Linked DNA regions of Mus musculus: regions 2, 3, 4 and 5 are each linked to region 1. A link is a contact called in public promoter capture Hi-C and targeted proximity ligation data. All regions are on one chromosome and are shown on one strand. The core of a region is the stretch at or near the end of the contact, and the rest is flanking DNA. Distances in the headings are between cores, read along the strand shown.

Evidence for each region. Promoter capture Hi-C pulls out the DNA fragments that hold promoters and counts their contacts. Capture Hi-C pulls out chosen DNA fragments and counts their contacts.
Region 2: a promoter capture Hi-C map of liver shows a contact between it and region 1, with 4 times the contacts expected there. A contact is called at or near these places in 1 of 39 promoter capture datasets (pre-B cells) and 2 of 9 other capture datasets (adipose tissue and liver).
Region 3: a promoter capture Hi-C map of neutrophils shows a contact between it and region 1, with 3 times the contacts expected there. A contact is called at or near these places in 2 of 39 promoter capture datasets (liver and neutrophils).
Region 4: a contact with region 1 is called in a promoter capture Hi-C map of liver, with 4 times the contacts expected there. A contact is called at or near these places in 1 of 39 promoter capture datasets (liver), 1 of 130 datasets of targeted methods (pancreatic cancer cells) and 1 of 9 other capture datasets (adipose tissue).
Region 5: a targeted proximity ligation map of pancreatic cancer cells shows a contact between it and region 1. A contact is called at or near these places in 2 of 39 promoter capture datasets (liver and pre-B cells), 1 of 130 datasets of targeted methods (pancreatic cancer cells) and 1 of 9 other capture datasets (liver).

Annotation. Positions count from the first base shown.
Region 1 is chr19:6,416,127-6,420,942 of GRCm38.p6, reverse strand. It overlaps Nrxn2 (neurexin II), which reads right to left and starts at 2,187. Exons shown (of 23, transcript NM_001205234.2): 1 at 1,971-2,187. Gm14965 (a long non-coding RNA gene) reads left to right here and starts at 2,181. Exons shown (of 3, transcript XR_879495.2): 1 at 2,181-2,452; 2 at 3,283-3,466.
Region 2 is chr19:4,623,348-4,628,163 of GRCm38.p6, reverse strand. It overlaps Rce1 (Ras converting CAAX endopeptidase 1), which reads left to right and starts at 2,519. Exons shown (of 8, transcript NM_023131.2): 1 at 2,519-2,731; 2 at 2,869-2,971; 3 at 3,068-3,151; 4 at 3,401-3,479; 5 at 3,983-4,150; 6 at 4,267-4,338; 7 at 4,601-4,663. The coding sequence starts at 2,547. Gm960 (predicted gene 960) reads left to right here. Exons shown (of 15, transcript NM_001033447.3): 14 at 917-995; 15 at 1,974-2,323. The coding sequence ends at 2,323. It overlaps Mir6986 (microRNA 6986), which reads left to right and starts at 4,209; the gene lies at 4,209-4,266.
Region 3 is chr19:4,987,630-4,992,445 of GRCm38.p6, reverse strand. Npas4 (neuronal PAS domain protein 4) reads left to right here and starts at 2,475. Exons shown (of 8, transcript NM_153553.5): 1 at 2,475-2,804; 2 at 3,559-3,710; 3 at 3,885-3,987; 4 at 4,098-4,371; 5 at 4,559-4,668. The coding sequence starts at 2,630.
Region 4 is chr19:5,065,303-5,070,118 of GRCm38.p6, reverse strand. Cd248 (CD248 antigen, endosialin) reads right to left here and starts at 2,041. Exons shown (of 1, transcript NM_054042.2): 1 at 1-2,041. The coding sequence starts at 1,993.
Region 5 is chr19:5,104,934-5,109,749 of GRCm38.p6, reverse strand. It overlaps Rab1b (RAB1B, member RAS oncogene family), which reads left to right and starts at 2,754. Exons shown (of 6, transcript NM_029576.3): 1 at 2,754-2,825; 2 at 4,500-4,572. The coding sequence starts at 2,812. It overlaps Klc2 (kinesin light chain 2), which reads left to right. Exons shown (of 16, transcript NM_008451.3): 12 at 1-17; 13 at 108-257; 14 at 325-449; 15 at 590-647; 16 at 1,062-2,004. The coding sequence ends at 1,145.

The DNA of each region.
Region 1 (4,816 bases), core at 938-3,437:
TGCTGTGCATCTCTGAGGGGAAGGACTGTCAGGCAGTGCTTTGTCAGGAGACCCGGGGGCACTCAGGGGTTCTATGCGTGCTGTGTGCTCAAGTAGGGCTCCTGGAGGAGGTCCCTGAGGCAGGCAGGAGGTGGCAGTGTCTCTGGGCGGGGAGCGTGGGCGGTTTGCTGCCAAGGAGTTGTATTGTATACGCAGGTGTGTGCGCCTTGTGTAGGTGTGTGTCTGGGCGAGTGCCACCAAGTGTGTGGATCAGTGTCGGGATGTCTGTGTCACTGGCAAGGGTAGACAGAACAGAACAGAAAAGACGGAGCCTGGAGAGACACGGAGGTCCCCGGTGGCTATTCTAGAGCCCTGTCCCTTCCTCTCAGGAGCAGCTGTCATGTGGATTCAGCCAAGGAGCAGCTTCTCAGCAGGCACTGCCAGCTGATCGGTCCCGCCCACCCCTGTGCTGCTGAGGATGGACAGAGTCTGAGCACACTTCCCTTAGCAAAGGTAAGGGGCCTCCCAGACACAGACCCTACTCCCTGAGGCTACAGACGAAAGTTGCTCTGGCTCTGACATATCCATCCCTGAGCCATCCCCAGGTTTGGGGTAGCAAGCTGGGACCTGAGTAGCTGAAGCACCTACAAAGCCGGAGGCCCTCCATGTAGTTAACTGACTAGCCGACCTCCCCTCCTCTCTTTTTCCTTCCTGCTCCCTTCTCTCTCTTTTTCTAGCAGAAGACAGAGGATGTAAAGCTCTCCCCCAGAAGGAACGCCCAGACACTGAGAAGGTGGACGAGAGGGAGGGGCAGGAATGACTAGAAGGTCCTTGTCTACCCCACCCACCCACAATATGTGCAAAGAACGAGGGTGTTTGAAAGCCGGAAGTAGTCAAGGGGGCTGGAGACCCAAGACCCACCCCCTCAGATTTTCTTGAGCACTGTGGAGCTGGGCACCCTTTCGCTGTGGAGCACCAAGGAACTACCCCTCCCATCCCTGCCGGTTCATTAAGGCCCTGGATGCCTCAAGAGGGGGTGACGGCAAAGGCAACTGGAACAGCCCAATAACCCCCACAAATCCAATTTCACCTCCAGGAGCCCACCCAGGGTCCTTGTGGTCATACCCCCATCCCAAAGAACCCAGGCAGACTGCTCCTCCCTCTGGGGGAGAAGGCTGGAGCATGAGAAATGGTTCCCACCTCTTTGAGGTGGAGGGATAAGCCCAGGGCTCAGAAGACTCCTCTACCCTTCCAGTACTCTGTGACCAGAGCCCCACCGCTGCCCTCAAGTATATTCTCAGCCAAGCAGAGCCTCCTTCGACCGGTTTCCCTCTCTGTCACCCCCCAGCTCTCCCCAGCAAGCTTCTCTCCTCTCCCTCAGGCCCCCCATCTTGTCCAGCTCTTCCCCGTCACAGACTCATCTATGCCTAGAGCATCCTGGCATCTTCCCCTCTGCTCCCTCCTGATAACCTCCTCTCCCCTTGGCTCCCATCCCCCAGTAGTCTTTTCTTCAGTGGTTGCCCCCAGACCTCCCTCTCCACTTCCCAAACCTCTCTCCAGCCTGCCTCCTCTCCCACTAAGACCAGTGTTTCTCCCCTGCAGACCCTTCAGACCACAACAGCTCGCAGCTTCTCTGGTCCATCACTGCTTCCAGCTGCCAGGACCAGCATAGACTGGGACCTCCCCCCACCCCTATTTCAGAGCCCTTCTCACAGCCCTATGGATGCCCCTCCTTCAGACCCCCTTCCCCCATCGACCCTCCCTCACCACCTTGCATTCGCCCCAGCTCAGGGCCAATGCCCCTTCCACAGGGAGTCCCCCAACCTCCCCCAGCGGCTTCGCCTCCTCGCTGTCACCCAGCCAGCCCTCTCTGCTCGGCGCCCCCGCCCCCCAATCCGTCCTTTCTGCATCCGCCGCCCCCTCCGACCCGCTCCCCTCCCCCGATTGGCTCCCGCCCCCCACCCGTCTCCGCCGCAGCCCCCCCCCCATACCTGGTTTTGGGGGCGCCAGGAGCTGAAGGGTAGGGATCCGAGCCTAGAGACCGCTGGGTCTACGGCAGGTAACAGATCCTGGGCCAGCGATATCGGCTGCCTCGCGCCTCCTGGTCCCCGCCGCGTCCCCGCCCGCCCCGCCGCGGTGCCGCTCCGAGGAGGATGCTCTGAGAGTCAGGGCGGCTGCTCCCGCCGCCGCATCCCTGCAACACCGACTGACGGCAGCATCAGCACCAGGACCCGCCCCCCAAGCACACGCATTGGGCCACGCAACACTGACGGACGAGTGGCACAGCCAATGCGAAGATGCAGAAGCCGCCAGTCCCGCGGCTCCATGACCCGCCTCCCTCCTCCGCGAGGACCCAGGCGTCCCGGCCCCAGGGCATCCGAGCCCTTTCCCACCTCTCTGGACCTTTGCCCGGACGTCCAGGCCTCTTAACCCAGCAGGTGCTCTCCCCAGGCTCGGGGTCTTGGGAATCCAGGTACCCTAGCCCCTTCTACCTTTGGTTGGGTTGTTGGATCCCACACCCACCCGCCCCTGCCGGCGGGTCCCGAAGATAGTGCCCAGGGCTGGGACAAACCAAAGGAGAGGACTGAACCCCGACTTGAGGCACCGAGAGAGCAGGACCCGAGCAGGGCCTTGGCCACAGCGCCCTCTGCTGGCTGAGTCTGGGGGGGCTGGCCTGGGCTACCCGGAGCCAAGGAAGCCTCTCCCACCCCAGGACTGCTAGTGGCTTTTCCAGTCGCTCGCAGAGACCCTACCAATCACTGTCTCTGTATCCTCTAGCTGGAAGCCTCCGGAACTGAAGAGCTAGGGGCTTTTCTGAGATAAGGACGAAGCTTGGAGGTTGGCAAGATTCTAAGCTAGAGACAGTGGGGTTTCCCAGCCCAGACTCATGGGAATCCCAGAGTTTGGAACCAGCTTTCCACCCCTGTGGAAGGCTTTTCTGGGGTAGGAAAAGGCTAGTGGTGGGGTGGAAGCTACCCACTCCCTGTTACTGAATACAAATCTAGTAGAATCTTCCCTTCGAGCTCCTACCCTTAGCTGTGAGTTTCAGAGTGTGGTCCTGGCGTGCAAGTCTTCTGCAGTAAGAATGTCTGCATCGCCGTGTTTGTGTCAGAGTGTGAGGAAGGAACACCCCTCTTCATTTACTCCACCGAGAAAAGGTAGATCCAGCGCCTAGGTGTGTATACCATTACCTAAGTTGGACACAAGGCTTCTCAATGAGACAGTGTGCCGGCGTGGGTGTGGCCGTGGGTGTGTGGCAGACCATTTTGCCAGTTCTCTCCAGGCCCCTGATTTCTGTTACAGGGCCTGTGATCTGCACAGCTGGTAGCAGTTGGCATTTCCTTAGCCAGAGGCAATATGCAAGAACACACGTCCAACCACTAATGTATGCAGATACACATGGGGGCACACAGCCATGCACACCTATTCATGTGTGCCCAGCGTTTCCAAGAAACACAAAGGGACACTGCAGAGATGCCCCACCATGGTAAGTCACCACGGGGGGTGGGGGGACACACTCGATCCATAACCTGCATACTTGTGCATACACAGGTACCTGCACACTCAAGGGCAAACACACACCCAAGTGACTCACAGGGGACCTGCCCATGGAGTCTCCCTGGTCGTCGGTAGGTACTTTGCAGAGCAGTCAATTCCTGAGTTAATGAATGTGGACACTCCCCCCACCGCTCCTTAGAGAGGACCTCCTTTGATAGCCTGGAAGGAGGATAGGAGAAGACCTAGCTGCAATGGGTATTTCCCAGGCAGTGGAAAGGGAGATTCCTGAACAAGGTCCCAGACTTGGGGCCTACTCTGACCTTGGAGAGACCCTCAGGCAGCCCTGCCCCCACTACCACCACACCCCCCACACGTCCCCTACTGGCTGCCAAGGCCAGTAGAGGCAGCAGAACAAGAACTGCTGAGTCAGGGCCTCTCTGACCCCCCCCCCAGCCCACTGCCCCACCCATCATCTGCTGTTCCTCCTCCTGCAGGACCCACACTCACACGTACAAACACCAAAATGCAGAGGGACAGACAAGCAGGTGCAGTGACCCAGTGACAAGGCTCAAACCCCAGGAGTCTGAGTGGGAAGGGAGGCAAGGGTGAACACCGCTCTTCTGTCTCTACCTTCAGCTTTTCCCATCAAGGGCAGGAAAGGTCGCTGGAGTCTGCTACACCTCCCTGCTACACCTCCCTGTCCCTCTCCTCTACAAGGAAGGTCCGAGATTCAGATCCCTCATGGCAGCTGGGCCCCACCACTTCAAAACACACCCCTCAAATACACAGGCTCACACCCAATGTGGCATTGGGGAGCAGCATAGAGCAGACACCCTTCTAGGCAGGTACACAAGCCAACAGGGAGGGAAACCCTGGCAAGTGTAGGTGCAGGTCCCACACACATATGCTCAGGCAAACACCATGTGAGGGCCAGACACTCAATTCTGACACATTTGAATGACAGTGGAAAGGCAGGTACAGGTCACATCCCAGATGAGGCAGAGCTGAACACCGGGCAGCACCACACACTGGGAAGAGGCCAAGGAGGGGCTGGGGGTGGGCTGGGGAGCCGACCAGGCTGCAGGGATGGAGGCAGCGGGAGGCAGGCTGGCAGAGCAGGAGCGAGCTGCTCTTCACAACACAATCGCCGTCTGTTGTTATAGCAACTCAGCCCCCAAATCATGAAACGGATATTACAGCCTCGAGAGGGGGAGGGGAGGAGGGGGCTGAGGACAGAAGGAGAGGCAGTGTAGGGGACTCAATAAGGGACAGGGCTGAAGCTGATCATTGTGACAGGGCAGGAGAATGAGGGGACCCAAAATAAGGACTAGAAGACCAG
Region 2 (4,816 bases), core at 1,270-3,769, 1.8 Mb after region 1:
TTACTTCTCCCCTCCCCTTGGTGTAGACATTACAGGAGTGGGGGCGGGGAGGAGGGTCTCACTGTGTATCTGAGAATGGCTTTTATCTTCCTATGTAGCTGAGGGTTATCTTGAACTCCTGCTCTTTCTGCCTCCCTCTCCTGAGTGCTGGGATTACATATGTGCTACTATGCCATTTTATGAAGTGTGCTCCTGCAGCTTTCATGCAAACACTCATTTTTTTCAACTTTTTAAAAGATGTATTTTTAACTAAGTGTACATGTATATAGAGGGACAGATGGTCAGACATTAAAGGTCAGCTCTGGGATATAAGAGACCCTGTCTCAAAGAATTTAATTTAAAAAAAGACAGGGCCAGGGATTGTGGTGTATGCCTTTAATTCTAGCACTTGTGAGGCAAAGGTAGGAGGATCTCTGCAAGTTCAAGCCCAGCTTGTTCTCCACCATATACTGAGTTCCAGACAGCCAAGACTAAATAAAAAGGGACTGGAGAAATGGCTGTGTGGAAGAGGGACCATGCTGCTATTGGTTTGGTTTGGTTCCCAGTATTCACATCAGGCAGCTTGTCAAAGTGTAACTCCAATTACAGGGGACCTGACCACCTCTCCTGTAGACACATAATTCACATAGTTACAAATACACATGGTAAACCTGGAGTAGAAAGATGGGCATAAACACATAAAAATGATGAATAGTGCCATCTTCAGAGCCTGAGGTTCAGGGATATGCTGGGAATGGCTACAGTGTGAGTTGTACAAGGGTCCACAGAAGGGGGATGCTTTGAAAGCTGGAGGCCAAGTAGAGACTGTTGAGTTAGGAGGATGAGGGTGAAAACATCCATATAAACCAAACCACACGTCTCACTAAGGTTCATTCAGACTTCTGCAGAATTCACTTGGTCTTTCTAATTGTTAAAGCACCTGACTCCAGAGAAAAACATTTCAGCCCAGAACACCAAAGACCAGCACAAGAATATTGCCCAGGAATTCCCTGAAGGTAAGTTTCTAGCTTTGGGGGTAAGCCCTGGACTGAAACCAGAGAAATAAAATTCATGGTGTGGAGTGGTCCAGCTATCCAACGATCCCATTCCACTTTAGCCATGCTGCTGCCACCTGGGATTTGGCCGCCTTCCACAGTGATTGAGGGACTTGGAGTAGCAACCGCATGCATTCCTACTTTAAAGCTACTCAATAGGACTTGTGCGTTGTACTTAGTATGTGCACATTAGCCTTTCCAGAGAAACGTGCATTCATTGACTCAGGAGGAATCAGCCAAGGCAAGACTCTGTAAATCTGCACCTGCGAGGCTGGGGATGTAGCTCAGTGTCAGAGTTGGTTTGCTTGTCAATACCGAGTTTGATCCTCCTCTGTGTTTGTTCTTCCAAAACTGGATCTACTACGGATTAGTGATGGTGGTTCCCAACCTTCCTGACGCTGCCACCTTTTAATACAGTGCCTCGTGCTGTGGTGATCCCCAACCATACAGTTATCTTCAGTGTTACTAATTAACTGTCATTTTGCCACTGTTATGCACCACAGTGTAAGTATCTGATGTGCGACCCGCAGGTTGAGAACCGCTGAGCTAAAGCATGTTCACGAGTGTCTAATTCCAGCACTTGGGTGTTAGAAGCAAGATGATCACTTTAAGGCTAGCCTGGGTTTCAAGAGAGTCTGTCTGAACATCAACAACAAAAAGCTGCCTCTGTAGTAACTGCCTAGAACAATACCAGAGAGAGATTGAGTTGCTTATTGCCCGAAGCAAAGCTTAGGTTCAGAGAGGAACTTGAAATGCATATCACCTAGTTTGGGCGGAAAGTTAGATGTCGCCTATCATGGGAGGTCAGGTACTGAAATGTTTTCATCCGGAAAGGTGGAGCGGGAGAGTTAATTTAGAACGATACCCCTGCCCCAACAATCTCTGTAGCATTGGCACAAATCTTCGGGAGTAAGATGAAATGGGCTTGTTCTCTCCTAGAATCCATCGGGCAAGCAGAAAACAAGAGGCCCAAGAGGGGCAGCCCCAACCATGGCAGGGAAGAATCGCGAGTTCTGGGCTCAGCAAGAGACCGGAGCCCGCCAAAATCCGCCACGCGCGACCGCGAGCTCACCGAGGTCTCCCTCACTGCTAGAGGATCGCAGACCCAAGCGGCCCACGGCAGGGCCCAGGCGGCAGAGGCAGCTAGCCCTGCGGGCGGCCTGGAGGTACCGCAGCGAGAGCAGGGCGGGTGCGGGCCTGAGCTACCACCGCCGGGTCCTCACCACCGCCTCCTCTGCTCCCGCAGGACTTGTGGCTACAGGAGGTATCCAATCTGTCCGAGTGGCTGAATCCGGGACACAGGTCCTAAGCATTCTCTCTGAGACGCCCAGCAAGCCAAGGAAGCCCGGGACACGTGTGTCACAACTTCTGTATTTCAATAAAGCCGTTCCAAGCACAAAGTATCAACTATCGTGCAAGGGGAGGGGCGCCCGGGGGACCCGACAACTCGCGCCGCCGCCTGACGTCACCTACGCCGTCGCGTCACTGCCGCGCGCCACGGGTCCGGGCGTGATGGCGGCGCTGGGCGGGGACGGGCTGCGTTTACTGTCGGTATCGCGGCCAGAGCGGCAGCCCGAGTCAGCCGCGCTGAGCGGCCCGGGCTCGGGGCTGTGCTGCTGGGTGTCTGTGTTCTCCTGCTTCAGCCTCGCCTGCTCCTACGTGGGCAGCCTCTACGTGTGGAAGAGCGAGCTGCCCAGGTGCGGGGGATGCGCGCGCGGCCGGGATCTGCGCCCTCGTGGGGCGGGGCTGCGGGCGGAGCTTGGGCCGGACGGGGGTGGGGCCGCGTTGGCGTGGTTGCTGCAGGCCCCCCGGAACTTACTGTCCCTTTTCCTAGGGACCACCCCGCTGTTATCAAGCGGCGTTCCACCAGTGTCCTGGTAGTGTCCAGCTTGTCCCCTCTTTGCGTGCTGCTCTGGAGGGAACTCACTGGCATCCAGGTGCGAAGGAGGTGGGTGGGGCACAGGGCAGCTAGGGGAAGAATCTAGAATTTTGTGGGAGGGAACATCACTAACGCCCCCTTTCCTGTGGCTCAGCCAGGCACATCACTGCTTACCTTGATGGGCTTCAGGCTGGAGGGCATTTTCCCAGCAGCGCTGCTGCCCCTGCTGCTAACTATGGTGAGTCCTGCTTTATTTTTCCAACTCTGTTGTCACTAGTGTAATGACGTGCCCTGCTTGGGTACAGCTTTTGGCAGATGGAAGACAGGAATTATGATGTGGCCCCCTAAGCTTCTGGTGTACATGGCTGGGAAACCCTAGAACTCAGGAAACCTGAGGTCTGGTGAGGCTGACCAAGGGCATAGGTGTGGGCAAGGTCATTGGATTGTGGTAAAAGGCTTTCATTTTATGTTTGCCCCCCCCCCCCAGATCCTTTTCCTGGGTCCACTGATGCAGCTCTCTATGGATTGCCCTTGTGACCTGACAGATGGGCTGAAGGTTGTCCTGGGTGAGTCTTCAAGACTGAGGAAAAGGTAGGCACAGGCAGTCCAGAACACTGGGGAAAGGAGTCAGTGAGATGGTGTGATCTGGACTGAAGAGGTGAGATGTCACCTCTCAGCGTGTGTTTCCACATCAGTAAAATGGATTACATTGCTGAGTACCCTGTAAGTGTGATACTCAAGGAGGCCTGTCTGGACCACAAACAGCACTTGATATGGGCCAGACAGCATCTTCCCCTGCTCTCTCATCATTTGGCTTCCCCAAAGATTGGCCTTGGTAAAATTTGGGTGCCTCTGGAATTTTCTGTGACTCCCTCATCTACTGCTGCCTTCCCTTCCTGCTGCCAGCCATCTCAAGCCGTTGTAATTTGGTCTGATAAGGCTTGTTCCCTTCCCCATTCTGATTCCCAGGATCTCCTAAACTGAGTTTGGCTCGAGTAAATCTGTGGGAGAGGGCCCAGATGTCTCTAGTAACCAGGCACTCACTGCTTATCCTGAATATTCACTCTAGCCCCTCGTTCTTGGGCCCGCTGCCTCACAGACATGCGCTGGCTACGAAACCAAGTTATTGCACCGCTGACAGAGGAGCTGGTGTTCCGGGCTTGCATGCTGCCCATGCTAGCGCCGTGCACGGGTCTGGGCCCTGCTGTGTTCACCTGCCCACTCTTTTTTGGAGTCGGTGAGTCTCGCCCGTCCAGCAATGACGTTCCCAGCATGAGGGCTAAAAATGGGGCTTTGGGTGAGGGGAGCTAGGTAGAAAGCCAGAGGCATATGTGGTTTTCACCTTCCTCCCAGCCCATTTTCACCACATTATTGAGCAGCTGCGCTTCCGCCAGAGCAGTGTGGGAAGTATCTTCGTGTCTGCAGGTGAGGCCTGGAGAGCTGCAGAGGCAGTCAAGGGGTGGGGTGCTCTGATGTCCCTCATAGACACTCTGCGGAAAGGGTTGGAGACTGAGCTATAAGTATTGGACGGGGCCCACTAATTATGGAAGGTGGGGTACAGAGAACAGCCACAGATACTGGGCAGGCAGCCACTGCCAAGGGGACTGGGTGGGCTCTGGCTGTGGGATGTGCACGGCTGGGGTAGGGTGGGCATGCAGTTGTGGTCACTCGCAGCCTCCATCTCCAGCGTTCCAGTTCTCCTACACCGCTGTCTTCGGTGCTTATACAGCTTTCCTCTTCATCCGCACAGGTTGGTCCTCGGCCTTTCATGGGTCTCCAGGGGCCCACAGATGTGGGTGGGAGAAGGGGGACACTGTGGATGCAACTGTTTCTTTTACCACATTCCTAGAGACAGTCTAAGCCAGGGCCCTCAGCTTCTTAAGATCTGAGAGGTGGAAGCAGA
Region 3 (4,816 bases), core at 1,226-3,725, 1.4 Mb after region 1:
GTCTCCTGGCCAGGGCTTAAAGCACCTGTCTGTGAGGAAGACAGGGCAGAGATGAACCCCAGAGATAGAATGGTTGTCTAGCATACACAGAGCCCTGGTTTCATCCTCAGCTTTGGGAAACTAATCTAGAAACTCCATCTTGGATTTGCATATGGAAAGAGAATCCAAAAACCAAGGGAAGAGAATGGAACAGGGAGTGGTGGTGTTGAGTGGGGATATCAGAGTTAATAAGGATGAAACATGCCAGAGAGAAATACATCCTGAAGAAACCATTTCTGTCACCCATAAGGTTGGAAACAGTGTCTTACAGACACACACCATTTTCTCCATCTCAGCTATACCACTGGCTGGCTACATGGTTGTATATGTAGATGCTTTCTATCTGAACTAAAATTGTACAAAATATTAGGATAGGGGCTCTACAACCATGAACCTCTCCCCGCCCCTCCCCGGCATTACTAGGGAGTGCACTCAAGTCTTGAGCATGATAGAAGTGTGAACTCCTACTAAGCCATGGCCCTGGTCACCAAAGTACCCTCTTCCCATACCCCCTGCTTTTCACTCCACGTTGCCTCTCTTGCTATCACCCCTTTCCATGAAGAACAGGGGTTTCTTGACCACAAACTTTTCTCCTTGGTGTCAAAGTTCATCTCTAACTTTCTGCAGCCAGTTCTGTCCCTCTCTCCCAATTTTTTTTTGTTTTTTGTTCTGTTTGTTTGTGTGTTTTTGTTTTTTGAGACAGGGTTTCTCTGTGTAGCCTTGGCTGTCCTGGAACTCACTTTGTAGACCAGGCTGGCCTCGAACTCAGAAATCTGCTTGCCTCTGCCTCCCAAGTGCTGGGATTAAAGGCGTGTGCCACCACGCCCGGCTTCCCTCAACTTTTTAAATGGTCTTGTTTTTCAGGCTCTAAAAGTGCTTTTATATGTTCCTACTCTAAATGAAATTTTGGGCAAAAAGTTTCTCTAGTCCTTTGTGAAATGGTTGTGGGATAAAAAAAGGGCTCCCATACCCTGTGTAGACAGCAATCGCATGTAAGTGACTGAAGAAAGGTGTGTGTGGGGGTGTGTGTCTGGAGGGGTGGGGTGATGCAAAGGCCACACTACAAAGACAAGCCTGACATGACAGGTAGTTAAACCAAAGGTGCAAATTAGAGGGGTGGGGGTGGGGGGCGCCCACAAAGCCGAGATAGACTGTCCAACGCTCAATGAACGAAGGAAAAAAAAAAAAAGAAAGGTGTATGTTGTGCGCTCACTCAGTGACAAGTGCACAGGCAGAACGAGGAGCCCTGGAGCTAAAGATGGAGCAAGAATTGAAGGGAGATGGGGAGGGGACTCTGGCAGAATTAAAGGGTCTTGGGTAGGTGCAGCAGCCACTGAGGGCACAGCAGACCCTGGCTACTTGGCAGCCTCCCCCTCTTCCCGGCTGAAGCAGTGGGGAGAGCTTTCTAGAGCTGTGCGGAGGCCGGTAGGCCCCGCCCGCCGCTGCCGCCGCCGCAGCCGCCGGAGGATTCCTGTCCTAATATGGAGCTGGGATTCCCCCGGCCCCGCCCCCGCCCCCCAGCCCGCCGGAGAGACTGGGGCTCGCAAGAGGGCGGGGGAACAGCTCGTCTTGGGGGCTGACAAGCGGGAGGGGATCGTGGGAGAGGTTCAAACACACATCCAGATCCTCACCAGGCCCTGGGTCTTTGCCTCAGTTTCCCCGACAGGTGGCTAAGATGAACTAATAGAGGAAAAAGGAATCCCTGCAGATCACAGTGGAGATGTTTGTGTTCCTATGGTGCTAAGGAAATATGATCAAGACCGAATTCAAGTGGTCTCTTCTCCACAGGACCACCATTCCACCCTATCCTGGAGATTTAGACCCTCAGGTCAGGGCATGGAGGCGAAGAAGGAATTATTTATTTGAAACTGGCTAAGGGACTTTCAGATTGAATAGACCCCAGAAAAGACCCCCAGTTGTGACCTAGCCCCTCCCCAAAAGCCAAGGAAAGTCCCTCATGTAATTTCGACCCCTGCCTGGCAGATGGCGGCAAATTGGCAGAGGACCAAGCCCCTTCTCATCCTTTGCCTCCTTAGAAAAATCTATGTTGATAGCAGCCTCGCTTTGCCTTCTACAAACTCTCTTGTTAAGGGCTTCAGACCACCCTAATCCATGTACTGTTCCTCCTCCTAATAGAATGTAATGGAAAACCTGGGTCCCTGCACCCCATTCCTGGCTCTGCACAGCTCTTGCCAGCCGGCCCCCTCTGCACCCTCCCTTCTCCCCCTTCCCCCGCCCCCTCCCTCTCCCGTTCGACGTCACGGGATGACGTCGGAAGTCTGGGAGGGAGGAGGAGCACCCCCCCTCCCCAGCCAGTGGCTCCCTCTGCAGCTTGCTTTAGCCCAGCCTCCCGCCTCCCGCTGCCCCCCCCGTCTCTAAAAACGAGCCCCCCACGCCTGTCAGGAGCTATATAAGGCGGATCGAGGCAGGCGAGGGGGGCAGCGCTGCCGAGCGGAGCCCAGGAGTGGAGCGAGAGCGAGCAAGAGCCTGAGCGAAAAGACCGGGAAGCAAGGAAGAGGAAGCCTCCGGTGCATCGGGAAAGGATCGCAGGTGCTCGGGAGCCGGAGCTGGAGCTCCACAGCCGGCAGTCATGTACCGATCCACCAAGGGCGCCTCCAAGGCGCGCCGCGACCAGATCAACGCCGAGATTCGGAACCTCAAGGAGCTGCTGCCGTTGGCTGAAGCGGACAAGGTCCGGCTGTCCTACCTGCACATCATGAGTCTTGCCTGCATCTACACTCGCAAGGGTGTCTTCTTTGCTGGAGGTGAGCAGCTTGGGCTACCGGAGACCAGAGCTGACGGGGACCAGGGATGGAGGAGCTGAGGGAATGTGCTAAAACTGCCGCTTGTCTAGCACAGCGTGCTGGAAGCCTGTGGAGAGAAGGGACTTGAGGGGACCCTGGACTTCCTACTTTTTCTTCTGAGCTCCATCTAGACTAGCCTAAACGATAGTCCTAGCACTGGATTTGTGTGAGATAGAGCGCTAAAACAGAATGGTCCAGGCTCCCATTGCCTCAGAGGCACTCCAGGAATCCGGGGAGGGTACGGAAGGAAGCCTGGCAAGCTACAGGGAAAGCCTGCAAAGGCAAAGTATGAGGAAGAGTAGCTTGTGCTAGAAAATGCTGAGAGGGTCTTTCTATGCGCTCTGGAGCTGTTCGACGTCCTGAAGCCATCACCCTTTCTGGCGCTGCCCGCGGTGCTGAAATGGCCATAGCCCCTTTTCGCAGGAGCTGTCCGCGGTGCTGAATCCCAGTCCTTTCGGGAGAGCTCTGTCCACAGTGCTGACAGCAGAGGGCTGCTGAGGTTCCGGCCAGGCTTGGAAGTCCAGGGGCTCCCTGGCTAGATAGTTTTAGCAACAGGTCTCCTGGCCAAGATCCACAAGCATAGGGTCAACAGGTGTTGGCAGAAATAGGTCTATGGGAATTTCCTGTGTCTTCTCCAAGACTCAAAAGATGTTCTCTTTATTTCTGTGTTGTCCCTGATTCTTATCCTGACTCACCACATCTTCTCACCCTACAGGCACTCCTTTGGCTGGCCCCACCGGGCTTCTCTCTGCTCAAGAGCTTGAAGACATTGTGGCAGCACTACCTGGATTTCTCCTTGTATTCACAGCTGAGGGGAAGTTGCTATACCTGTCGGAGAGTGTGAGCGAGCATCTGGGCCACTCTATGGTGAGTACTAAAAGTCCTTGCATCTCAAGTTGGGGTATATGTGAGATAAAATGAGCCTCTCACTACTGAAAACAGAGTTATTAGAGGCGAGTGTGGGGGAGTCTTCCCTAAGAAAAATCATTGGTTGCAGATAGGCTCTTGCTGCCTTCACTAATGATCACTTCTCCTTTCTAGGTGGACCTGGTTGCCCAGGGCGACAGTATCTACGATATCATTGACCCTGCTGACCATCTCACTGTGCGCCAGCAGCTCACCATGCCCTCTGCTCTGGATGCTGGTAAGAACCTCCTCTCGGTTCTTCAGTTTACTCCTCTGCTGCCCTGCCCTAACTATCTACTCTCCTCCAATGCCCACCCTCTTAGTCAGTTTTTCCTTTTGCTCACCTAGATCGCCTTTTCCGTTGTCGATTCAACACCTCCAAGTCCCTCCGGCGCCAGAGTTCAGGAAACAAACTGGTGCTTATTCGAGGTCGATTCCATGCTCACCCACCTGGGGCCTACTGGGCAGGAAACCCTGTGTTCACCGCTTTCTGCGCCCCACTGGAGCCAAGACCCCGCCCTGGCCCCGGCCCTGGCCCTGGCCCTGGTCCTGCTTCTCTCTTCCTGGCCATGTTCCAGAGCCGGCATGCTAAGGACCTAGCCCTACTGGACGTTTCTGAAAGGTAAGCCCAAAGTGTTCAAACTCCAGTAAGAAGGGAGGCCAGAAAGAAGGGAACTTTAGATTCGTGATCTTAGATTCAGGGCAGGGAGGATGGGGCTTAAGTGGGCAGAGAGCATGGGAGGGAGTGAAGTGCATGCATTTTGAGTAAGGTAAACAGAAAGCTGACCTCATCATTTCCACCTTCCCAGTGTCCTAATCTACCTGGGCTTTGAGCGCAGCGAACTGCTCTGTAAATCATGGTATGGACTGCTACACCCCGAGGACCTGGCCCAAGCTTCTTCTCAACACTACCGCCTGTGTGAGTGTCCTGAGAGGCCGTGCATAACACAGGAAGCTGGGAGAAAGCATGGGAGACAGGCCAGGGACTGGCTGTGGTCCAAACTGATGTTAAGGAGTTTCGGAGGCTACAGAGTGAGCTTGAGGATGAGAAGTCAAGGCAAGAATAG
Region 4 (4,816 bases), core at 792-3,291, 1.4 Mb after region 1:
GCACTGATTTGGGACTGGGAACTCCTTCCCTTGGGACTAGAGGGGCTCTGGAATAGGAATGTGTAGGGCTGATAGATGAGGTCTGGTTAGTGGGCCTCTGAGGGGGGAGGGGAGAAGAAGGGAAGGCTGGGGGCTGGTTGGCAGCAGGCACAGGAGTTTCATGGACAGAAGACCTGGAGTTGGTAGGAAGAGGGGGCTGGAGAGCTGAGACAGAAAGCTGGGGGGCCTGGGTTCTGATACCTGGAGCATCTGGGAGCAAAGGGTGTTGATGGGCTTTAGAAGTGGTATCCCCAGGATCAAGGTGAGGGGGGACTGGAGGCAAATAAGTGATAGTGTGGGTATCTGGAGACATAGGGGCCTGGTGGGGAGGGAAGACTTGGGGATAGTTGGTTGAGATAATGGGGGGCTGGTACGGAGGAGACCGTGCTGGGTGAGTGGCCGAGGTTATCCCAGGCTTGTGGCCAAAAGGCAGGTCTGGATAATTGGCCTTGATTTTGGGGATCTGGTGCTCAGAGAACACAGCTGGAGGTGTGGCAGGGGCCATGGCAGGTGGGTGGACAGGGCTCAGGGGTGGGCGTGTAGCTGAAATAACAGAGGTCTTGTGGGCAGAAGGTAGTGTGGGTCGAGTGGCAGAGATCACCATGGGCCGTGTGGCAGACACCACTGAGGAGTGGTAGGGGCCCCTGGGGGCACTAAGTGGGGGTGGCCAGGTAGGCTCCAGGTGCAATCTCTGAGGCTCTCCATCCTGTGGGAAGTTGGGCCTATAGGGCAGGCCAAAGTCAGGTGGATGTGTAGGTGCCAGCCATAGGATCCCCTGTTCCTCTGTCCAGGTGCCATCAAAGTCCTCCCAGGGCTCCTCTTCATCCTCCCCTTCTTCTCCATCATCCAGCAACTCATCTCTGAGATCCTGGGAAGCCTGGGCACCCATGGCTCCTGCAGGGCTACAGCTGATACCATCTGCCTCAAGCTCGTGACCCTCGCTGCAGTAACACTCAAAGCCACCAACATAGTTGACACACATCTGCTGGCACACACCAGCAATCTGGCACTCATCCGTGTCCACGCAGCGGTGTGGATCATCCTCAGCTGGCCGGAAGCCAAGGCGACAGTGGCAGCTATAGCCTTGTGGCCCTCCAGGTTCACACTGCTGCTCACAGGGGGCCTGGGCACAGGGGTCTTCACAACTGTGCCCATCTGCTGCTAGACGGAAGCCTTCACTGCAGCGGCAGGACACAGCACCGTCCACCTCTTCCACACACTCATGTTCGCAACCCCCATTGTCAGGACCACAGCCAGTCCCTGGGCACAGCGGGCCAGTCTGGGACCAGCCCACGCCACCTGAAGGCTGTTTCACGCACAGCAGAGAAGCTCCCCTGCCAGCTTGGCACTGCACAGCTGCCACGGAGCCAAAGGGCAGCCATTCGAACTCGCTGGAAACCAGGTTGAAGGGTGTGGTGTAGACAGCGGGACCGGCCTGACCCACCTCAAGCGGCAAGGCAGGGCAGGCACCCTCAAAACCAAACTGGCAGAGGTAGCCATCGACAGCCAGTGTGCACGAGCCTTCGAGCCAGCGATGCTCTCCGCTGGCCTCAAGGGCTGCACAGCGCTGGGCTGGGCAGGGTCCTTCCGTAGCCGGCTGGGCCCAGTTGGTGAAGGCGGTGTCCTGGTCTCCCGTGGTCCATATGAAGCCCCGCAGTGGGCGCTGCGGCTGGCATTGCCTAGCCTGCCGCTGCAACCCAATCCATAGCAGCCCGTTGGCCGGCCCGACCCCCACCAGGCTGTCCACACGCTGGGCCTCCTCTGGGGTCCGCGGTGTGGCCAGGTTGCCCCCCAATTCGCGGCACGCCCGCCAAGCTTCCAGGAATGTGCGGCGCCGGGGAAAGAGCGCGTAGCAGCTGCTGGGGCCGCACGCGGCTCGAGGCTCCGGCGTCCAGGGGACCTGGCCCAGTGCGGGCACCGCGGCCACCCAGGCCAGCAGCAGGCGCAGCAGCATCGCGACGCCCCCCGACTGGCCCGGCTCGGGCCTGCCGCTGCTCTTGACAGGGGGAGGGATCAAGGCCTCTGGCGGGAGGGCCGGGGGCGGGCCCGGCGGACTCACGCCTTGTAAGGAGTGGGCTGGGGCCGCTGCCAGCTCCCCTGCTAGCTCCCCGGGGGCTGCTGGAGCAGGAAGCAGTGGGGTGGGGGGGGTTCTGGGGTGAGAGGCGAAGGGCAGAGGAGGGGGGAGGTACAACTAACGGGCTACCTCAGGCGTTACAGAGCTGAGAGTCAGGGAAAAGGGAACCTGTCTGTCTGAGAAGCATCCCCAGTCAACCCTCTGAAACTTCAGCGTTGTTTGCAGCTAAGGCAGCTGGGGTGAAGCTGTCTTCCAGAGAGACTCCCGAAAGCCGGGATCTGGATTCACCAGTATCAGTATACTGGCTGCATTCTGAGCTCAACGACTTGATCGGGCCAGCCCTTTCTCATCACACATATGTGAACGACTCCTTCCAAGCCTGGCAAGAGCATCTTCTCTGACACCCTATCTAAGGCCGCCAAACCCCAGCCTCACACACGCAGCTCTCCTGACATGCTGTGTATGCCCTTAGGTGGATAAGCTAGGATGATGTGGCCTGCTAAACGGTCTCAACGATGAGGCCCCACCCATTCCTGCCTGGGCCCTGCGTGAGAATCAACTTGATAACCTCCTTGAGAACCACCTCAACCAGACACGTATTTGATGAGCCCTTCGCTCAGCCTACCTCACTCCCAAGTTTTTTTGGCTCCAGCAGGACCAGCATTAGGGGTTAGGGAGGGGGGAGGAGGCCAAGGCCTGCTCTCTCCTTACCCTGGCTCAGTCAGGGGCCCTGGGAACCTGGGCTTAGAGCGGGAGGAGGCTGCCCCCTAACAGGAAATGCCTCTCCAGGCTTCTGCTGCAGGAAGGCAGGGTGCATGACTCTGGGCTCTGTGGAGACTGAGCTCTGCTCAGGGTGAGCACGGCTGCTATGAGGGGACCTGTGCAAGACCATGTATGGGCATGGGGACACAACAGGATAGTAAGTGTGACACAGGCATCACATTGTCCTCCTTACTCCCAGGGTCCTCTTCCAGCCCTTCCTGGAGGCCTCTGGAGGTTTGCACACTGGGCCAGGCACCCAGGGTGGCCCTGGGATTCTGTGTGAAGGATTAACCCCTGCATTCTCTTTTTACCTTTATTTATTTATTTATTTATTTTTAAGAGATGGAGTTTGCTCTGTTGCCAAGGCTATTCCAAACTCCTGGATTCTAAGTAGCAGGTACTACAGTCACCCAACACCAGGTAATCCTTTTATACCCTTGGGGTTTTTTGTTTGTTTGTTTGTTTGTTTTGGTTTTCTGAGACAGGGTTTCTCTGTGTAGCCCTGGCTGTCCTGGAACTCACTCTGTAGACCAGGCTGGCCTTGAATTCAGAAATCTGCCTGCCTCTGCCTCCCGAGTGTGCCATCGTGCCCGGCTACTCTTGGTTTTTATTTCGACTTTTAAAAACATTTTTGCTTTCTGTTTATGAGTGTTTTTCCTGCATGTATGCGTGTGTACCGTGTGTGTGCCTGTTACCTTCAGAAGTCAGAAGAGGGCATCAAATTCCCTGGAACTGGAGTTACGGGTATTTTTAAACTACCGTGTGGGTGCTGGGAACCAAACTTGGGTCCTCTGCAAGAGCAAGAAGTACTCTTCGCTGCTTAGGCATCACTCCAGCCCGTTTTTTATTTATTTATTTTTCCGAGACAGGGTTTCTCTGTATAGCCTTGGCTGTCCTGGAACTCACTCTGTAGACCAGGATGGCTTCGAACTCAGAAATCCGCCTGCTTCTGCCTCCCGAGTGCTGGGATTAAAGGCATGCACCACTACGCCCTGTCCGTTTTTGATTTTTTGAGGCAAAGTCTTACATGTTGCCCAGGCTAAGCTGGAGCTCACTGTGTGGTCCAGGATGACCTTAAAGTCCTGGTCTTCCCATCACCTCTGAGTCTGGCATTAACACACGATCCTTTATATTCTCCGCAGATTCTGAGCCAGCTGGGGATGTGGCTTCGTGGTAGGGTGATGTCTGGTCCTGGGTTGAATTCCCAGCACTAAAAATCTCATGACCCATGGATGAGAAAGTGAAAGAGAAGGTTTGTTCTTTGGAACACTGTCCTGGCCTGGATACTCTGCTACTAACCTGTGTGAGTTCGAGGCTCTCTGAGTCCTCGTTCATGTCCCACCCCCATACACCCCACCCCTTTTTAAAGACACTATGTAGTTTACACTATGTAGTTCTGGCTGGTCTGGAGCTCACAGAGATCCAAATGCCTCTGCTTCCCAAGTGCTAGGATACACACTCACGCATGCACGCACACACGAGCACGCACACGCTTCTTTCTCCTCTTCATTATTTCAATCCTTTCCACTTCCCTTCCCTCCCTTTCTCTTCTCTTTTCCTGCCTCCTCTTCCCTTTTGTGTAGGTCTCTGTGCAGCAGTACTGAGATTATAGGTGTAGGTGACCTTGCCAGGTTTCCATTGTCCCCCTCCACAACATGGGGATACATGTGTGCGGACTCTTCAGCCCGCTATTGTGTTATAGCCCTCCCTGTTTGCATATATGTTTTGTACAGGACCAAGGTTTGGTAGTCTCCTGAGCAAATCTGGATGCCAGTGGGGACCCGGGTGCTTTCACTAACTTCCTCACAGTGCCCAGGTCGGCACTGCAGACACAGCCAGGCTGTGAGAACTGCTGTTTATACAGCACTTGCCTTTGAGCATAAGTCTTATGCTCAAAGCATGCAGGGCGACGCCCCTTCTCAGGAGAGCAGAGGCCATCAT
Region 5 (4,816 bases), core at 1,505-4,004, 1.3 Mb after region 1:
GCCGCAGCCGCAAACAGGTAGGGCTTTCATGGTGGAGGAGGATAAGTAGAGACCTATGAGGCTCCATGTGTGCTTTAGTCAGGTCTGATGCTTCCTGCCCCCTTCAGGGCCTGGATCCTGCCAGCCAGACCAAGGTGGTAGAACTGTTAAAAGATGGCAGTGGTGGACGAGGACACCGCCGTGGCAGCAGAGATGTGGCTGGGCCTCAATCTGAGTCGGACCTGGAGGAGTCAGGGCCTGCAGCTGAGTGGAGTGGGGTGAGTGTGGAGGCTGAGGAGGGCTGTAAGACTACAAAGCAGGGCCTAGAGACTGTTCTTCCCACAGGACGGCAGCGGCTCTCTGCGGCGCAGTGGCTCCTTTGGGAAGCTCCGGGATGCTCTGAGACGCAGCAGTGAGATGCTGGTGAGGAAGCTGCAGGGAGGGGGCCCACAGGAGCCCCCTAACTCTAGGTGAGCTGCTGACCCTCCCATCCCTCTCGGAAAACACTGTCACCAGATCTGCTTTATCATGCCCTCCATCCCAGACCCAACCTGGTATCCCTTTATTATCTCACCTAATATTAACAAATCCTGGCCCTCCTTTTTCTCAGGATGAAGAGGGCCAGCTCTCTTAACTTCCTTAACAAGAGTGTGGAAGAGCCAGTCCAGGTAAGAATGGAGGGCACCTGGTACTAGGCAGCCTAGACCCAGGCCTCTGGGCCCTGTTTTTACTGTGTATGGCCCCACCCAACTTCCCCTGGTGAGTCTTTAGCCAACCACTGCTCTGGTTTCAGGCGGAGATTGGTAGAAACAAGTGGAGGGAGAGGTCAGATAAAGGGAAAACTCTTGCCTTGGGGCAGAGATCCAGTCAACCAGTTCCCACTTGAAGCTCTCAGGTCCTGGTTGTGAGCTAAACTTTAACTTTGGCCAGTCTTAGACTGGCTGTATTTGCACAGGGCACCTAGTTTGGCCCTTTTATCATCCCTTCCTCTTCTGGAATGCTGCGTGTGTGTCGTCCCCCCACCCCCCACGTCCCCCTTCACTCCCAACAGTTTAGGACTAAGCTGCATCCTCTGCCCACAGCCTGGAGGCACGGGTCTTTCTGACAGCCGCACTTTGAGCTCCAGCTCCATGGACCTCTCTCGAAGAAGCTCCCTGGTGGGCTAAAGCTGAAGGGGCAGCCAGTCACCAGAGCCTCCATCCGACATGGTCCCTTCCCCCAGCCCTGCGCATGGGCCTGCTGCTTGTCCTGCCTGCCCCTCCCAAGGACCCCTGTCTTTTCTGTTCAATCTCAGGGTAACTTCCTCCCTTGTCATCTCAGCCATGGCCCTGGAGGACGGTCCTGCCGGCTCCAGCTCTGCTCCTTATTTATTCTTCCAGCAGGGGGCCTTTCTTCCCTGAGTTCAGGGCCTGTGGGAGTGGTGGCCTGTCTACCCAGCCCCAAAGCCAAGAACACTAAGTACTTGCTGTCCCCTCAGCACCTTTGCCCTCCACTCCCGGCCGTTGCTTCTGTATATAGAGAAATAAGTTATTGGCCGTGTGTCATCCTCTCAGCCCTCCTCTCAGTCCACGGTATTCCCGGGCCACCACCTGCCTCTCTCTTATCCAGTGGTACCGCCCAGGCCTTAAATCACCCCGTTCCCAGTGGTGGTATCTCCCAAGCTTCAAGTTCTGGGACCAGAGCCTCCCAAAAGGGGTCCCTAGACCTCTTCGCCTGGTCTTGGAGGGATTCGTTCCACTCCATCTTGCAAATGCCCAGACCCTCACACCACAGGGCCCTGTGCTGCTTCCGGGGACTTAATGCACTGTCCTCCCCCACCCCGCCCCCACCCCAGCCCCTCCCAGGCATGGCCTGACCCCACCCTGGGCACAGCCCATTGAGCCATCCTGCCACGCCATCCTTGCCTCAGCTTCTGATGTCCCCCTTCCTCCCACACAGTAGGAGGGGCTACCCCATTTGTTGGGTAAGGCAGTCACTCTCTATTTTCAGATGTTGCTGTAGAAATAAAGACGATTTGAATCTGAACCGGGCTTGTTTTGAGGAGTCCCAGAGCCCCTGAGCATCCCTTGAGTCGGGTGGAATCGGGAGAGGCTGCGGGAGTGAGGGATACAGGATACACACGCATATCATTCCCTGCCCTCGAGGCTGGAACTAATACTCTGCCATTATCCTGAACTGTTTGGGGGGGATGCTACAGATTTTGGGGTTGCACCTAACACATGCCCTTATGGGGTTCTAGACAATTCTGCCTGTTATGACTTCTTAATACGTTCTTGGACTGAGCTTCCTGAGATGGTTTTTCATATATGTAATACTAGTGATCATATAATCCTGGTACTAAGGCTGCAGTGTCCATTCCACGAAGAACACTGAATAAGTCAAAATTTTCTGGTCCTAAATACGCTACACCTTTTAGTTTCAATCTGCGAACCGAGAGGGTAAAAGTGGCTGCCCACCTCAGAGGCGAAGTATACCTACCTACCCCGGTACTAAACAAGATCCAAACTTGCAGATTAGGTAGCCCAACGAAGATTTTTTTGTAGCTGGGTCGGTTCAGTGATTGGGAAGACTACAGACCCCAGAAGGCCGTTCGCGGGTGGCTTCTGGAGAGTGCACGGCCGCTCTGTTCCCTGAGTTGCGCCTGCGCAGCAGTGGCAAGTCGAATATCCATGGAAACTACAGGTTCCGCAAGGCAGCGCGGCGCAACCCGAGTCGGAAGGATTTGCGCCTGCGCGGCGCGGGCGGGGCCTCTAGGGCGGAGTGGCAACCATCTTGGAACGGGAGGCGGAGCAGAGCCGACTGGGAGCGACCGAGCGGGCCACCGCTGCCGCCATGAACCCCGAATAGTGAGTGAGCCCCGCCCGCGCCGTGCGGCGCAGCCTCGATCCTGTCTATGGGGCTATATGCTTGCCGAAGTTGTCTGGCCTTGGTCAGAACTGCGCGGCGCCCCCACATCCGGGTCCCTCTTCCGCTGACCCCCCCCTTACATCCGGGTCCTGCCCCTCCCCCCGGGATCCCCAGGACCCCGACTCAACACCCCGAGTTCTGCAGCCCGAGGCCCGGAGGCTGCAGCCTGAATGGGCAGCACTTGGAGCCCGCAGCACCAGCCCTCACAGGCCTTTTTGGTTAGGTGACCGTGCAGATTTGGTCTCCCTGAGCTTCAATTTTCCCACCTACAGCTTGACCAAGGGCAGGCGGTTTGGAGCCCATCGCTAGAGTTTCTGATCTCCACAGTCGAGTACTTTGAGTTGGGCTGTGAACCTCTCTGCCTTTGCCTTTCTTCTGGAGCCTCGGTCCCAGGGCTGGCCTAGAAGCTAACAAGACAAGAGGGGACCCCCAAGTCCCTGTTTGATTCACATCCCCTGCAGATCCTTTCCTCCGAGGCTACCATTTGCCCTGCTTGGGTCGTGCTGTCATGGTGCTCCCGGCGGTCTGTTCTTTTCTGTCCTCTCACCTTTGCTCGGGCCTTCAGTGCCACTGTCAGCTGGCTTCCTGTCACACTGCCAAAGAACTTTAGGTGAATGTGGAGTTTGCTTGCTCCCTTGGAGTAGAATTTTTATTCCTCAAGCCCAAACCCTTTGGAGTAGATGGCCGGCATGCAGTTTTGCACCCACGTTATCTTCTTCCCTGTCTCCACTTCCTTTTTCTTCCCCAACTCGAGGCCTCAGATTTCCTTGAGGAGGCTCGAACTCAGAAGTGGGCTTAGGAGGGGGAAGCTACCGGCTGGCTGTCAAAGAGCTTGGAATCTGACAGGCCTGGTTTCCAGTCTCACAGTTTTCAACTGCTTAGGGCAAGTCACCTCCCTTCTGTGACCTCTGGCTTCCTCAGTGGTTGGAAATAACACTCACCCACTTGTGTGCACTGTTGTGAGGGTTTAGTAAAGGGTGATTTCAAGTGCTTCACACAGGGTCAGTTCCAGTTTAGTATTGACGGCTGCTTCCATGGCCACTTGTTGACTGCCTCCTGTTAGTGTGACTTCATCTCAGGCTCTTTCACATTTGTTTTTTGTTTTGGATTTTTCAGACAGGGTTTCTCTGCAGCCCTGGCTGTCCTGAAACTCACTCTGTAGACCAGGTTGGCCTAGGACTCAGAATTCTGTCTGCCTCTGCCAAGAGGCAAGCACCGTCCTCCCCTCACCACACACAGACACACACACACATACACACACTCACACACTCACTCATCACCTCCCATTCCAGCTTCATATTTATTTTGACTTTATGGGTCAGGTTTCCCTTTTGGGTCCTAGACTGGCATACTGTATGGCCTAATGTGATTTTCTTAGTTTTTACCAAATGATACCACATATCTCTTAGCAAACTGTGCTAGCTTATTGGGGGCTAATAAGGGTCAATTTTTTTTACTTACTTTTGTCCCTTTTTCAGAACAGTAGAAGGCTCTAGTGAGCACCGTAGTAGACCAAGCAGAAGTATGCCTTACAGTCCTGCTGTGCTTAGTGCAGGAAGGGACAGGGGAGGACTTCCTGCTTGCCTTCATACCTTCCCATCTTCTCTCGCCAGTGACTACCTGTTTAAGCTGCTTTTGATTGGTGACTCCGGCGTGGGCAAGTCGTGCCTGCTCCTGCGGTTTGCTGTGAGTAAGAAGCACCCCTCTATTATCCACTTGGGGTTCAGGCTGCCACTGGGAGGAAGAAGGGGCAACTCAGAACTCAGTGTAGTTGCAAGTCCTAAGAACCAAGAGTGAGGCTGCTGGAGCCGCCACAGCGAGGGCCCAGGCCTTCCTTGCAAGTTGGGGAGCTTAGAACCTCGCCTGGCACAGTGAGGAGCACAGCAGGGCAGGGACCTGTCTGCTCAGTCCGTTTCACCAGCCACAACCT